Regions from separate parts of the Sus scrofa genome. Here region 2 is linked to region 1. A link is a contact called in public HiChIP or PLAC-seq data. All regions are on one chromosome and are shown on one strand. The core of a region is the stretch at or near the end of the contact, and the rest is flanking DNA. Distances in the headings are between cores, read along the strand shown. Region 1 holds the start of RALGAPA2 (ral GTPase-activating protein subunit alpha-2). Region 2 holds the start of XRN2 (5'-3' exoribonuclease 2).

Region 1 (6,717 bases), core at 2,312-4,811:
ATACTTCCAGTGAGGTTGTATATTTGGGCAGGTATATCTTTAGAATAGAGTCTTTTTTTTTTTTTTCTTTTTTTAGGGCCACAGGTGCAGCATATGGAGGTTCCTAGGCTAGGGGTCAATCAGAGCTACAGCTGCCAGGCTACACTATAGCCACAGCAATGCCAGATCCCAGGCAAGTCTGTGACCTACACCACAGCTTGTAGCAACACCAGATCCTTAACCCATTGAGAGAGGCCAGGGATTGAACCTGCATCCTCATGGATACTAGTTGGATTCATTCCCACTGAGCCACAGTGGGAACTCCTCAGAACAGATTCTTAGAAGTAGGATTTCAGTGTGTGTCTTTTTTTATTTCTGACTGAGCCTGTGTCATGTAGAAATTCCCTGGCCACAGCAGTGACCTGACCCGCTGCAGTGACAGTGGCCTTTTAACCTGCTGTCCCTGTGGGGTTAGGGATCGAACCTGCATCCTCGCAGATTCTAGTCAGGTTCCTTACTGATGAGCCATGAGGGGAACTCCTGCATTGTAAGTTTTTAACTCTTAATTTAAACTCTTTGTTTTTTGCTTTCTAGGGCCACACCTGTGGCATATGGAGGTTCCCAAGCTAGGGGTTAAATCGGAGCTACAGCCTACGCCACAGCCTGTGCCACAGCCACAGCAATGCCAGATCTTAGCCGTATCTGCGACCTACACACCAGTCATGGCAATGCTGGATCCTTAACCCAATGAGCTAGGCCAGGGATCGAATCCACAACCTCATGGTTCCTAGTCAGATTCGTTAACTGCTACACCACGATGGAAACTCCTTGATTTATACTCTTGATTTCCTGGCACGCTGAGACTCCAGGGAAAAAGAATTAATTGCAAAGCAGGTAATGTCCTCAAGTTCACAGTCTAGCAGAGAGATTCTGTGGTGCAATGGAAAATAAGTATTCTTACTTTCTTTTCTTCACATGTATTAAACATGGTGGGTGGGTGAAAAAGCTGAAAGTAATAACCTAGTTTTCTTGCTTTTTTGGAGAAGACTTAGAGTTCTACATTTTCATCAGCAAGAAAAGGCTTGTTATGATGGATGTGATGAATCTATATGCATGAATGCCTGTTTCTGGTTCTACCAAGTTTTGATCATGTCACGTGTTTACTGAGCACTATTGTTTCTCTTTTCATTTATCCAGTTGCTCTGTCCCTCAACCGAGTTGGAAGCTTTGGAGGTCAGGGGCCTGCATCTTATACAACTTATTATCTCTAGAGTTTAGACTCATGCCTTGAACACAGCAGGTGCTCAACAAATGTTTGACTATGACGACTGGTTGCTTTGCGATAGAAAAGTTGAATTTCCTAATATCCTATTTTTTCCATCCTATTTTTTTCCATCAATGCAATGAAAGGTATCCTCTCCTAGAGGAATGATGCAGTGAATATTATGATTACTATGTGTAGTCAGATTAAGGCTTAATTTCTGCAGTAAAGACACTCAGAATGCCTTGACTTAAGAGAGGAGGTAACTTCTCTCTTGTGGCATTCTTGGAGGGTTTGTGGCCCTGATTGAGATGTCATTTGGGGACTGAGGCTGGTAGGGCAGTTCTGCCATCAGCATGTTGTGGTGCTTCCATTTCTGGGTCACCCATATCATTGTGTTTATTGGTGGTCTATTCCTTTTGGTTGCTGAGTAATGTTCCTTTGGAAGAATACATCCCAGTTCTATAAGTGCTATTTGACAACTGGACAAATATAGAGGGAGGCTCTAACAACAAAGTGATATCTTTGGCATGACTAGTTTAATGTGTAGGATTATAGGGAGTTCCTGTTGTGGCTCAGTGGTTAAGAACCTGACTAGGGTCCTTGAGGATTCAGATTCGATCCCTGGCCTTGCTCAGTGGGTTAAGGATCCGGTGTTGCTGGGGCTGTGGTATAGGTCATAGTTGCAGCTCTGATTTGACCTCAGCCCGGGAAGTTCCATAGGATGCAGGTTGGGCCCTAAAAAGAAAAAAACAAAACAAAAAAGGTAGGGTTATTTTAGCTTTTTGTCCCATTTCATTAATTAACTTTTTTTTTCCATTCTGGGGCCACACCTGTGGCCTATTGAAGTTCCCAGGCTAGGGGCTGAATCAGAGCTGCCACTGCCAGCTTATGCCACAGCCACAGCAATGCCAGATGTGAGCCGTGTCTGTGACCCACTCCGCAGCTTACAGCAAGGCCAGATCCTTAACCCACTGAGTGAGGCCAGTGATCAAACCCACATCCTCAGAGACACTATGTCCGGTTCTTAACTCACTGAGTCACAATAGGAACCCCCCATTTGGTTTAATGAATTTTTACTGAGTGCTTCCAAGTCAGATACTGTGCTCAGTGATGAGGGTATAAAGCTGTGTAAACACTGAGGTCTTCCCCCAAGTTACAGTTCAGATGAATGAGAAAAAGACAGTTGTGTCATCCCAATTGGATGGAAAACACATATTTTAAACAACTAATTTAAGTGTTTGCTAAAATGTTGTTAAAATCTGGAGCATCAAAGGCTCCAGATGCCAGTAAATAACGCTACAGATCTCTTGTCAGAAATCTCCAGACCATCTTCTATCTCAGAGTCTTGCCCCAGGTTACAGGGGCCTGGCCTTAAAAAGCATACCAGCCTGAGAGTCAGGTCCCTCAGGTTCTATTTCTGGTTCTGCTACTGTATTGCAAGGAGGCCTTGCACAACATGGAGACTAAGGTTCACTTCCCACAAAGCAAGAGGTAAGACGTTGAGATGCCCTTCGAAAGAGGCACCCACATATCCCAAGTGAGGATGGGTCCCAGGAACCAAGGGAGTGGCTGGCCTCCTCTCCCAGAGCCTAGGCATGTGCTTTCGTACTCCAGAGCCATTCATTTTAGTGTGAAACTGGAGCTGCGATTTGGGTATGATCAAAGGGATTTGCACTCTTTCCTGCTCCCTCCCTCCCTGGTGTGAATCTAGAACTTAGAATAGTTCACATTTTGAAAGCCTTAATTAAATTTATCTTGCTGAAATGTTTCTGTGGTCCACGCTGCACTAAAGGGAACTGGGGCTGGTGCACAGGCCAGAAAGTGTAGGTACAGAAGCCTTGGGCCTTCTGGGGTAAGGAGCGGGTAGATGCTGCCCAGTCGCTGGAGACCTTGGAAATGAGTTTCAGCGCCACGCCTTCAGGAGAACTACATCTCCCAGAAGCACTTGCGGCCCACGGCTGGGGAGGAAAGCGGAGGACGTGCTCAGAGCCCGCCCACTGACTCCAAAGTGCTGAGGGCACGCAAGCCTGATTGGAGGGCCCGGTCGCAGCGCATCCCGGGACCTGTAGTCCAGCGTGAACGTGGGGCCAGCTTCTTTGTGATTTGCGGCTCTGGCTCTGCGCCCTGGTGAGCCCCGGCGAGGCAGTCCCCATCACGCTCGCGTGCGCTGCGCCCGAGGGGCCGGCCCGCACCTCCCGCGGGGGCGGGGCGGCGGGTTCCGCGCAGTCACCGCCTTCCTGCCCCGCCCCTCGCCGGACCAGCCCGCCCCTCCTTCCTGGAGCCACAACCCGGGCGGCGGCAGCAGCGGCGGCGGCGGCGGCGGCGGCGGCGGCCGGGCGGGAGGCGGCGAGCGGCCCGCGCGACACGCGCCGGCCCGACCCTATGCGGTGACTCGCGCGGCGCAGTCGCCTCCTGCCCCGCCGGCGGGGCCCGGGCTCCCGCGGCGGCATGTTCTCCCGAAGGAGCCACGGGGATGTGAAAAAGTCCACCCAGAAGGTGCTGGACCCCAAGAAGGACGTGCTGACCCGCCTGAAGCACCTGCGGGCGCTGCTGGGTGAGGCGCGCGGCGCGGCCGGCGGGGCACTTGCAGGCGGGTCGGGGGTCGGAGCTGGGGGGCGGGGGCGCCAGAGATCTTATTGTTCCCCGGAATGCGGGCACCCCGGCCCTCGGGCTCGCTTGTGCCCCCCAGTGTAACTTACCCCGGATTCTCACGGTGGCCCCGGGGCCGGGCATAGCTTGGACGGTCCCCTCCCCACAGAACCGGACCCAGTAGTCCTCATGAGCACACCCTGGACTGTCAGCTTCCCTCCCAGTTTCTAATTTTTAAACCGAGACCGTAAGTGGACGGAGACCCCAAGCGGTCCCAGCTTAATTGAACTGTCACTCCCTCCCCCCTGCCACCGCACTTTAATTTTATTTTTACTTATGAGCTCGATCCCCAAATAGGCTGGGACTCCAAGTGGCCCCTGGATACATTTGATTTAAGTGTCATCTCTCCTCCCATGGGTCCGGATGCTTCAGTTTCTTTGTGTCCTTCGTGTGAAGGGGGGGTCCTCGTGTCAGCTTGGAGGGAGGGTGACTTTCCTGGGTTCAAGGAGGCTGCTTCTCCTTTATTGTCAGGATGACACCGATGGTTATGTGCCTTCTTCCGTTTTTATGAGCTTGCTGGGTGGAGGGTCTGCAGAGCCCAGGTGGGCCTGCACTTGACCTGTGAGGAAGCTCACCCCTGGGGGTGTGAAGTGTCCACAAGGCTTCCTGTCACCAGCCGCCTGTGATCTGTAACTGGTTTGCTCTGTGTTTGTTTTCTTAACTCCTTAGTCTTCTGTTTAGGGTGAAAACACCTTTGCCATTACAGATGGACTTGTCCTTGTGTGTTTGGGGGCTGAGAAAAGGATACCTTATATTTCCTCTAGTTATCTTTGTTATTCTTAAATTGAGCACAAATCACCTGATTTAGGGCACACGGTCTTAATGTGTCTGTCACTTGAGGGAATATGGTAGAAAAGAATTCATTTTATATGTGAGAATTTTTTTTAAAAGATCTTGTTCATGAGATGAAAAGTTGCAAGTGATTTCTATTTATACTCTGCGAAGTACTTCTAAGGGGGAAAAATACACACACCTGGTTTTGCCAAGTGAAGTTTTTCACATTCCTGGATTCCTTGAGATTCCACTGTCCTGTTCAGTTTGGAATGAAATGTAAATTAGGCACTGTTACAGGGATTAGTTTTCAAGACTTTGGAAAGTGAAATGCTGTGTTCTTGGTAAACTGGACTTTCTACTTCCTGTACTGAAATACTAGGAGCACACTGCTCGCTTTATGCGGAGTTCCCAGTGGTGACAGCTTAACACCTCCTGCAGGGGCATTTTTGATAAAGGAGAGTGGAGTATCATTGTAAAGTGTTTGATACTTGGGGCCTTTTTTTGTGGTAGAGAACTGGAGCTTTTTGTTCTGGCCAGGTCTACAGGATTAAATTGGCTACATTTGTAAAAGGCAGAATCAATTAAATCTAGATCAGTTGGGAGTTCCCTTCATGGCTCAGTGGTTAACGAATCCACTAAGAACCATGAGGTTGCGGCTTCGATCCCTGGTCTCGCTCAGTGGGTTAAGGATCCTGCATTGCTTTGAGCTGTGGTGTGGGTCACTGTGGCTGTGGTGTAGGCTGGTAGCTACAGCTCTGATTCGACCCCTAGCCTGGGAACCTCCTTATGCCGCTGGTGTGGCCTTGGAAAAAGACAAAAAAAACCAAAAACAAAAAACCTAGATCAGTTGGGTCTCTTAGGACATTGTTACCTTTCTGAGAAAGCATTTAGTTTTCTAGGCTCTGTAGTTTCACTTCAAGGTGTGTATCTTATTTTGAGGAACTTTCTTTGGTCCTTTCGTTGAGCCACTTGACCTCAGTTTTGTAGCAGTGGAGGAGCTCCTTGAAATTTCCTTATGTATATGTATGTTTTTCTTTTTTGATGCATGTGCTTGTGGAATGGCCCAGTTTATTTTGTTTATTACTGTAATCTTTATCCGTGGGGCTAGATTTTTATAAATTGTCTGAGTTCCAGCCAAAATGCTTCATGTAAATGTTCACTTACAACTGTGGTTTAAAGACTTTAAAGAAAAATAGTGCATCAGTGTACGACTTCTGTCATGTCACATCCCCTATTTATTTGCTACAAAAAGGAAACGTCTACTTAGAAAAAGAGGCCTTTGGATCGGAAAGATAGAATTTAGCTGAGATCAAGAAACTATTTGAAGGAAATGAAAAAAATTATTACTGTGTTTTTATTTGTATATTTACATAATAGTCTTGCTTTTCACATATTTTCAAGTGATAATGTTGTTTTTTACATACCAAGTTGATACCACTGACCTGGATTTGTAGCCTGCAGCTGCATGACTTTGGGCAAGTTACTCAGCCTGTCTTTGAACCTGTTTCTTTACTCTGTAAAATGAATGTGGTGACGGCTGCCTTGTAAAGGTTGTTGGGGGTGTGATGTGCAAACTACATCGGCTTGGAGTAGGCATTTAACACTTCCTCTCCCATTGCTTGTCTCCTGTCATTAATAGGATAGGACAAGCATGTTTGATAGGTGGTCCCCTCTCCTTTCTTATTTTACTGATTGTGATGGATTTGTTCCCTCTTCATAAAAATTAGTCTGCATTTATGACACCTGGCTGAGAAACACATAATTAGCTGTGAAAAGTAGAGTATTTCTTCGTGTCAGGGTGATGACTCTAGTTAGAACTTGCTTGGCTACTTTCACCTGACTGTGTATTGTAGATCAGCCTGTTAACTTTGTTTCCTGTGTGTGTTGGGGGTGTGTGTGTGGGGGGGGTGAGGCACAGGCAGGGCTTATGGGGGGCCAAGCCTAACATAGTTCTGTACTGTATGTATTATGTTAATTAGAGGAAGAACAAAGAGCTGTTAGGTCATCTGACTCCCAGTTCTCCTTAGACTGTTGAAATCATCGTTGGGAGA
Region 2 (6,382 bases), core at 3,548-6,047, 430 kb before region 1:
TTTTTAGGGCCACACCCATGGCATATGGAGGTTCCCAGGCTAGGGGCTGAATTGGCGCTGTAGCCGCTGGCCTACATCACAGCCACAGCAATCCCAGACCAAATGAGCGAGGCCAGAAATCAAACCTGTGTCCTTATGGATACTACTCAGATTCATTTCCACTGAGCCATGACAGGAACTCCCTACCTAATATTTAAGGAAGCAATATAACACCAATTCTATACAGACTCTTGCAGAAAACTAGAGAGTATATACCTCTCCACTCAGTATGAGGCCAAGATACCCAAACTGGACAAAAACATTACAAGAACACTACAGACAAATATCCTTTTTGAACATATATGTGAAATTTTAGCATATTGACTCTAACAGTATATAAAAATAATACACATGGCCAGGTAGGACTTATCCAAAGAAATGCAAGGTGCATTTAACATTTAAAAATAAATGTATATCACTAATTTAAAAAACTAAAACAGAATAGGGTGCACCTAAACTATAAGACATCTCTAAGAAAACAAGAAAAATCTTTGTAAGCTTGGCTTTGGTGATGATTTCTTAAATATAAACAAAAAGCAGGAATACAGAGGAAAAATAAAGAAAGCAGACTTTAAAATTAAAAGCATATTTGCTCTTCTTTGCACTGCTAATAAGTAAAAAGGCAAGCCAAGAATTAAGAGAAAATATTTGCAAAAAAATCAATATATAAGAAACTACAATAAGACAAGAACTTAAAAATGGGCAAAAGATCTTAATAGACACCTCACTTAAGAAGATATATGGAAGGCAAATAAGCACCCAAAGACATGCTCAACACCATCTGCCATTAGAGAAATGCAAATTAAAACCACACTGAGATAACACTACTCTAAAACTAAAAAGACTAACCATACTAAGTATTGGCAAGGAAATAGAGCAACTAGATCTCTCATACACTGCTGGTAGCAATAAAAATGGTACAACCGTTATGGAAAACAATGTGGCAAGTTTTCCTTTTTAAAACATCTACTATACCATGCAACCAGTTCACTCCTAGGAATCTTCTCTAAAGAAATGAAAGCTTGTCTACACAAAGATTTGTATACCAATATTCACAGAGGTTTGTTTGTTGGTTGGTCTTTTTGTCTTTTAGGGCCACACCTAGGGTATATGGAGGTTCCCAGGCTAGGGGTCCAATCGGAGCTGTAGCCGCTGGCCTACACCACAGCCACAGCACCATATCGGAGCTGTGTCTGTAACCTACACTACAATTCGCGGTAACACCTGATCCTCAACCCACTGAGCGAGGCCAGGGATCGAACCCGTGTCCTCATGAATGCTAGTTGGGTTCGCTAACTGCTGAGCCATGATGGGAACTCCTGCTTTTTTTTTTCTTAAATAGCCAAAAACTAGAAACAATCCAAATGTTCACCATTCAGGTGAATGAATAAACAAAATGGGATACAGGCACAACATAGAATATACTATTCAAAAACAAAAGGAATAAAGTATTGATACAAGTAGCAACATGAATGACTTTTAAAGTAACTATTCTGAATCAAAGTAACCAAGCCAAGTTAATGGGGGAGAATAGATACTGTATAATTCCATTTACATGAAATGGTAAAAAATGAAAACTTCCTATCTATAGAGTCAGAAATCAGTGGTTGACTAAAGATGGGCAGCAGGAAGGGGCTGTGGGGAGGAACAACAAAAGGGCAGAAGGAATGTTTCAGAGGTGTGTTCATTATCTTGACTGTGGTGATGGGTTCATGGAGACACACAAATGTCAAAATGTGTTAAATGTACACTTTCAGTATGTGCAGTTTGTTTAGGTCAATTATGTCTCGGGGAAGGAGCAAGGGGAGAACAGAAGGAGAAAGAAAAACAGATCAATCTAGGAGGACCAGTATTTAGAGTTCTGAGAGGGCAGACAAAAAGAAAAGCAAGGAGAAAAAAAAAAAAAAAAAAAATCAAAGCGTGAGTTCCCATCGTGGCGCAGCGGTTAACGAATCCGACTAGGAACCATGAGGTTTTGGGTTCGATCCCTGCCCTTGCTCAGTGGGTTAACGATCCGGCGTTGCCATGAACTGTAGTGTAGGTTGCAGACGCGGCTCGGATCCTGCGTTGCTGTGGCTCTGGCGTAGGCTGGCAGCTACAGCTCCAATTAGACCCCTAGCCTATGCCACGGGAGCCTCCATATGCCACGGGAACGGCCCAAGAAATGGCAAAAAGACAAAAAAAAAAAAAAAAAAAAAACAAAGAGTATTCCCTGGAATAAAGAACAAAAGTCTCCAGACTCAGAGTCAACGAAGTACTGATCAAAATGAACTGAAATTAAAAACAACAACAAAAAATACCTGTATGTAAGTACATCATCATGAAAGTTTATAACATCAAGGATAAAGATCTTTTAAAATTTTAGAAAGCAAAACAGAACTACAGAAGAATGAAAGCAAAAAAGTTAAGAGCACGGGCTTCCTGGTTTTGACACTGCTGTGCCACATATTAACCACGTGACCTTGAGCACATTCCTTAGGCCCTCTGTGCTGCAGATTTCTCATCGGTAATAAGTGGAGGAGGAGAAGTACTCCTGGTTGTTATAAGGATTTAATACATTAGTCTGCAAAGTACCTAGTACGTGTTAAATACTACTAAGTGTTAGCTAAAAATAATAAATCACATTAACAATCAACTTTCATCAACAATTCTGGATGACAGAAGTGAAAAGAACAATGCTTTTAAAGTTTTGAGGGAAAGTAATTTTCAAACTCAAACTCTGCCTAGCTAATGATCATTCATGGGTAGAATGAACTTACTAAACTCAAATGCCACACAGCACTTCTTAAGAATTCAATTAAGAACAAAAACCAAGGAAGGGTTTAAGCCAGGAGGGATAATTAGAAAAAAGTACCTCCAAATCATATATTTTTTTTTAAATCTCAGGAAGCAGCTTTCCAGCAAGCCTAAATAACCAGGTATGACAGCAACAGAAATAAAAACCTCAAGCAGTCTCCAATTAGAAAGAGGACTTGATAAGAGTAGCTGATAAGAGTCTGGAAGGGGAACCATGTATAGTGGAAAACAGGCAACACACAGAAAAAGATGAAAAGTAACACAAGAGAAGAAACAGAATCACAGTACATAACCTGAATCGACACAGTGATGATAATCACCAGTACAATTTGATTTTTCTGCTTTTAAAACAAATCTGTACAGCCCAAGTCCTGACAACTTAATTTTGGACAAAGCAAAAACAGGTGACAAGCTTGAGATGAAGACTAAGGGCAGCCGGGGTAGAAAAACTAATATCTAATCCCAGAAGGTGAAGAGTCAAGAGATACTTTGTTTAGGGTATGGAATTTAAAAAAAAAATAAAGGAATATTACTTTATAACTTTAAGTTTACCAATGAAAGAAATAAAGACAAATGATTAGGAGAACAGGGGGCGGGGAAGAGGCTGTATATGTGACTACATCGTCTTCTATCATAATTAGAATTTAACAGAAACACCCAAGACCAATAAATCAGACATAAACATGATATTTAGAGAAAAACCAAAAATAGAAGTGGTTATCACTAGAGAGTAGAAATAGATTAAGGTGCAAGTAAAGTTAAAGTTTGATAAAATTTTATTTATTATTAAAGTATAAGTTTTATATAAGTTTTATAAAAGCTACATAAGAGCAAAGGAAATAAGCATTCAGTTTAACAGTTTTTTCTTTGAGAAAAACACGGGGAGTAGTAGCTATGTCACCAGAGCAAGGATTTCGCTTCCTCCTAGGATAGGAACTTGTCAAAATCAAGGTTTCACTAGACTAAGCCAAAAGTTCCTAGTGTTTAACGGGTCCTTCCTCCAAAAACGAAGGGATGGGGAACATAATGTGCCCCTGAACCTCCCCAATCTGGAAATTCTAATTAAGAGTACAAAATCGCACTTGGACCGAAACACGGAAATGATAAAAACAAAAGTCAAGTCTTCATGACACTAACAAACTAACAGCAAAAAGTATATTGTTCAAGTGCACCCAGGAATTCTGAAAATGTCAAAGGTATGCTGTCCAGCACTTGGGCACCTAGACAAGGGACCACTGAGAGACTTCCGTCCTAGCCGTTGCCGAAGTGCTTTTCTCTCCGGATGACCAGACAACAGCAACAAATGGCCTCTCCCACAGAAGAAAACCTTTCAGGATGGGTCAGGAGACAACAAAAAGCTCGTCGCCCGGGACTGCTTCACAAGGTGCTTAGAGGCTGGCACCTGCACCCGCGCAGCGCTAACCAGCTAACTCAGCGGACCGACAGCCACTATGCCTCTTTCGAAACCCGACAACTGCCGAGCCGGGAGGAAACAAAGCCGTGGGCGGGGCCTTCGGGCCAGGAACCCGCGGACAGGGGAGGAGCAACTCTCCCCGAGACCCGGCGCCCGGCCCTCACCCTGGCAAGGCCGCCCCGGGGACCAGAGTCCGAGCTGCCGCGCCCAGCGCGCGTCCGGCCGAAGCTGTCGGGGGCAGACAGGGGCGCGGGCCCCTGCACAGTGCCCTGGAGGCGGACGGCGGGCCTCGAGGACCGCGGCCTGGACACTCCGGGCCTCCGGGTTCTGGCGTGGCGGCAGCCTGGAGCCTCCTTACCTTCTCTTCCACGCAATTGACAATGATGGACGGGTACTTGCGGCTGAGCCAGCGAAAGAAAGCCGGGACTCCCATAGCAGCGGCGCAGGTGGAGGTGGCGGCCCTGCCCGCGGACGGACGTAACCCAAGAGACAAGCAGCCGCGGGCACTGGCACTTCCTCCCACGTGCGTCCGGCGACCGGAAGTGAGGTCACGGCGACGCCGCCGGGGAAGCTGGGAAGGAGGCTCCGACGGGGCGGGGCCGAGCCGGACCCGGGGGCGACGCTGCCCCGGAGCTCCCGGCTGCAGGCTTCCTACCGCGGAATCCCAGCTTCCCGCAGGCACCCGGTCTGGTCTCCTCCCCCATCTCGGTTCACAGTAGAATCTAAGCATCTACACGCACTGGTTATTTTTTTCTTCCTGATTTCTCCTGGTTTTATGCCGCAGTATCTATCTGGACTATCAACTATATGTATTTTTAAATATTTCGCTCCAATGATGGCTGGTTTGCATAACGCTCTTAAAAACAGTTATAAAATGTAATGTAGCATTTAGCATCTAATTCAACCTTCCAACTACATTTATGAGTATAAAATAATTGCTGGGATCACTCTCCAGTATTTATTGGAGCGCTTACATTGTGCTAAAGCACTGGCTAAGGGATTATCTCATTTGATCATCACTTGAGCCTTCCGAGGGTGTTTTTACTATCTTCACCTCACAGGTGAGAGGGCCAGGTTGTTAATGGGGTTAAGTCACTTGCTTATTCACACAGCTTGTGTTTCTGTCCAAGTAAAGTTCATTTAATTCTCTGTCCTTGCACTAACAGGATACTTTTATCCCTTGTTTTCTGATGGCTTCAATACATTTTTTTCAGTATATAAAAAGGGAGGGGTGGAGGAGGAAGTATTCATGCTCAAGTCTGGAAGTCCATCTCCCTGGAATCGCCTCTTGGCTTGACAGATCACGCTCAATCCCAAGGCTCACCTTAAGAGGCCTCAATGAAAGCATTTCTTCCTGCTTCCTGGCCTGCGGATTTCAGTGCCCCCTCCTCTGTGGTCTGTTGCCACTTTGTTTAAACTGCTGGTGTGGAATTGAGATAAATCATTCACCCATATTGTACGTAAAGACAGCCAAAACTATTGTTGGGAATTATGTCAGTGGTGAACCCCCTCATGTCTAGAAACAGCCCTCCTCATCAAGTATTTGGTTCTGGGGGGCTGGGGGCGGGAGAGGGGTGCTGTGTTCTTAACAGGACGGTAGGCATCTGATACAAGGGTGGATAGCTGGGCAAGTTGGGCCTTTGAGAGTCCTTGCCCAGTATTTTTGAAACTTCAGGACATGAGGAAGGCAAAGCAGCCCCTTCCAGATGGTTGATAGGTGAAAGATAAGAATGACTTGTTGACAGTCTGCAATAAAAGAAGCAGATTTAGTCCCTGGTTGCTGTGGTTTTTGAGTACAGCTAAATCCTCTTCGTGCAATTTGGTTGGTAAACCTGTCCTTTAATTCCATGAGCCAATAAATTCTCCTTTTGCCCTAAGCTCTTTTGGTCTAAGTTCCTATCCCTTGCAAAGGAAAGAATCCAAACAAACCACTAACAAAATTTGGGGAATATACAACCAATTCACCTGGGTGCTAAAATTGCTTTGCATAAAAGAGGTGCCAAAAAAAAAAATGGAATTTGGGGCACTCAGAAAAGGGGAAGGCGAAAGGTAGAGATTGGGGGAACCTGAAGGGTGACGGGAGGATATGGACTAAGTGTTGTGACACTTTCCCCAAGACAGTGTTTCCAGTGA

The links. HiChIP or PLAC-seq counts read pairs in DNA pulled down with a chosen protein or histone mark.
Region 2: a contact with region 1 is called in an H3K27ac HiChIP or PLAC-seq map of alveolar macrophages. The contact joins the promoter of XRN2 here to the promoter of RALGAPA2 in region 1. A contact is called at or near these places in 1 of 5 promoter capture datasets (fetal skeletal muscle) and 2 of 2 datasets of contacts at active chromatin or transcription factors (alveolar macrophages and skeletal muscle).

What each region holds. Positions count from the first base shown.
Region 1 is chr17:28,676,075-28,682,791 of Sscrofa11.1, reverse strand. It overlaps RALGAPA2 (ral GTPase-activating protein subunit alpha-2), which reads left to right and starts at 3,561. Exons shown (of 40, transcript XM_021078030.1): 1 at 3,561-3,797. The coding sequence starts at 3,692.
Region 2 is chr17:29,106,056-29,112,437 of Sscrofa11.1, reverse strand. It overlaps XRN2 (5'-3' exoribonuclease 2), which reads right to left and starts at 4,797. Exons shown (of 31, transcript XM_005672749.3): 1 at 4,608-4,797. The coding sequence starts at 4,682.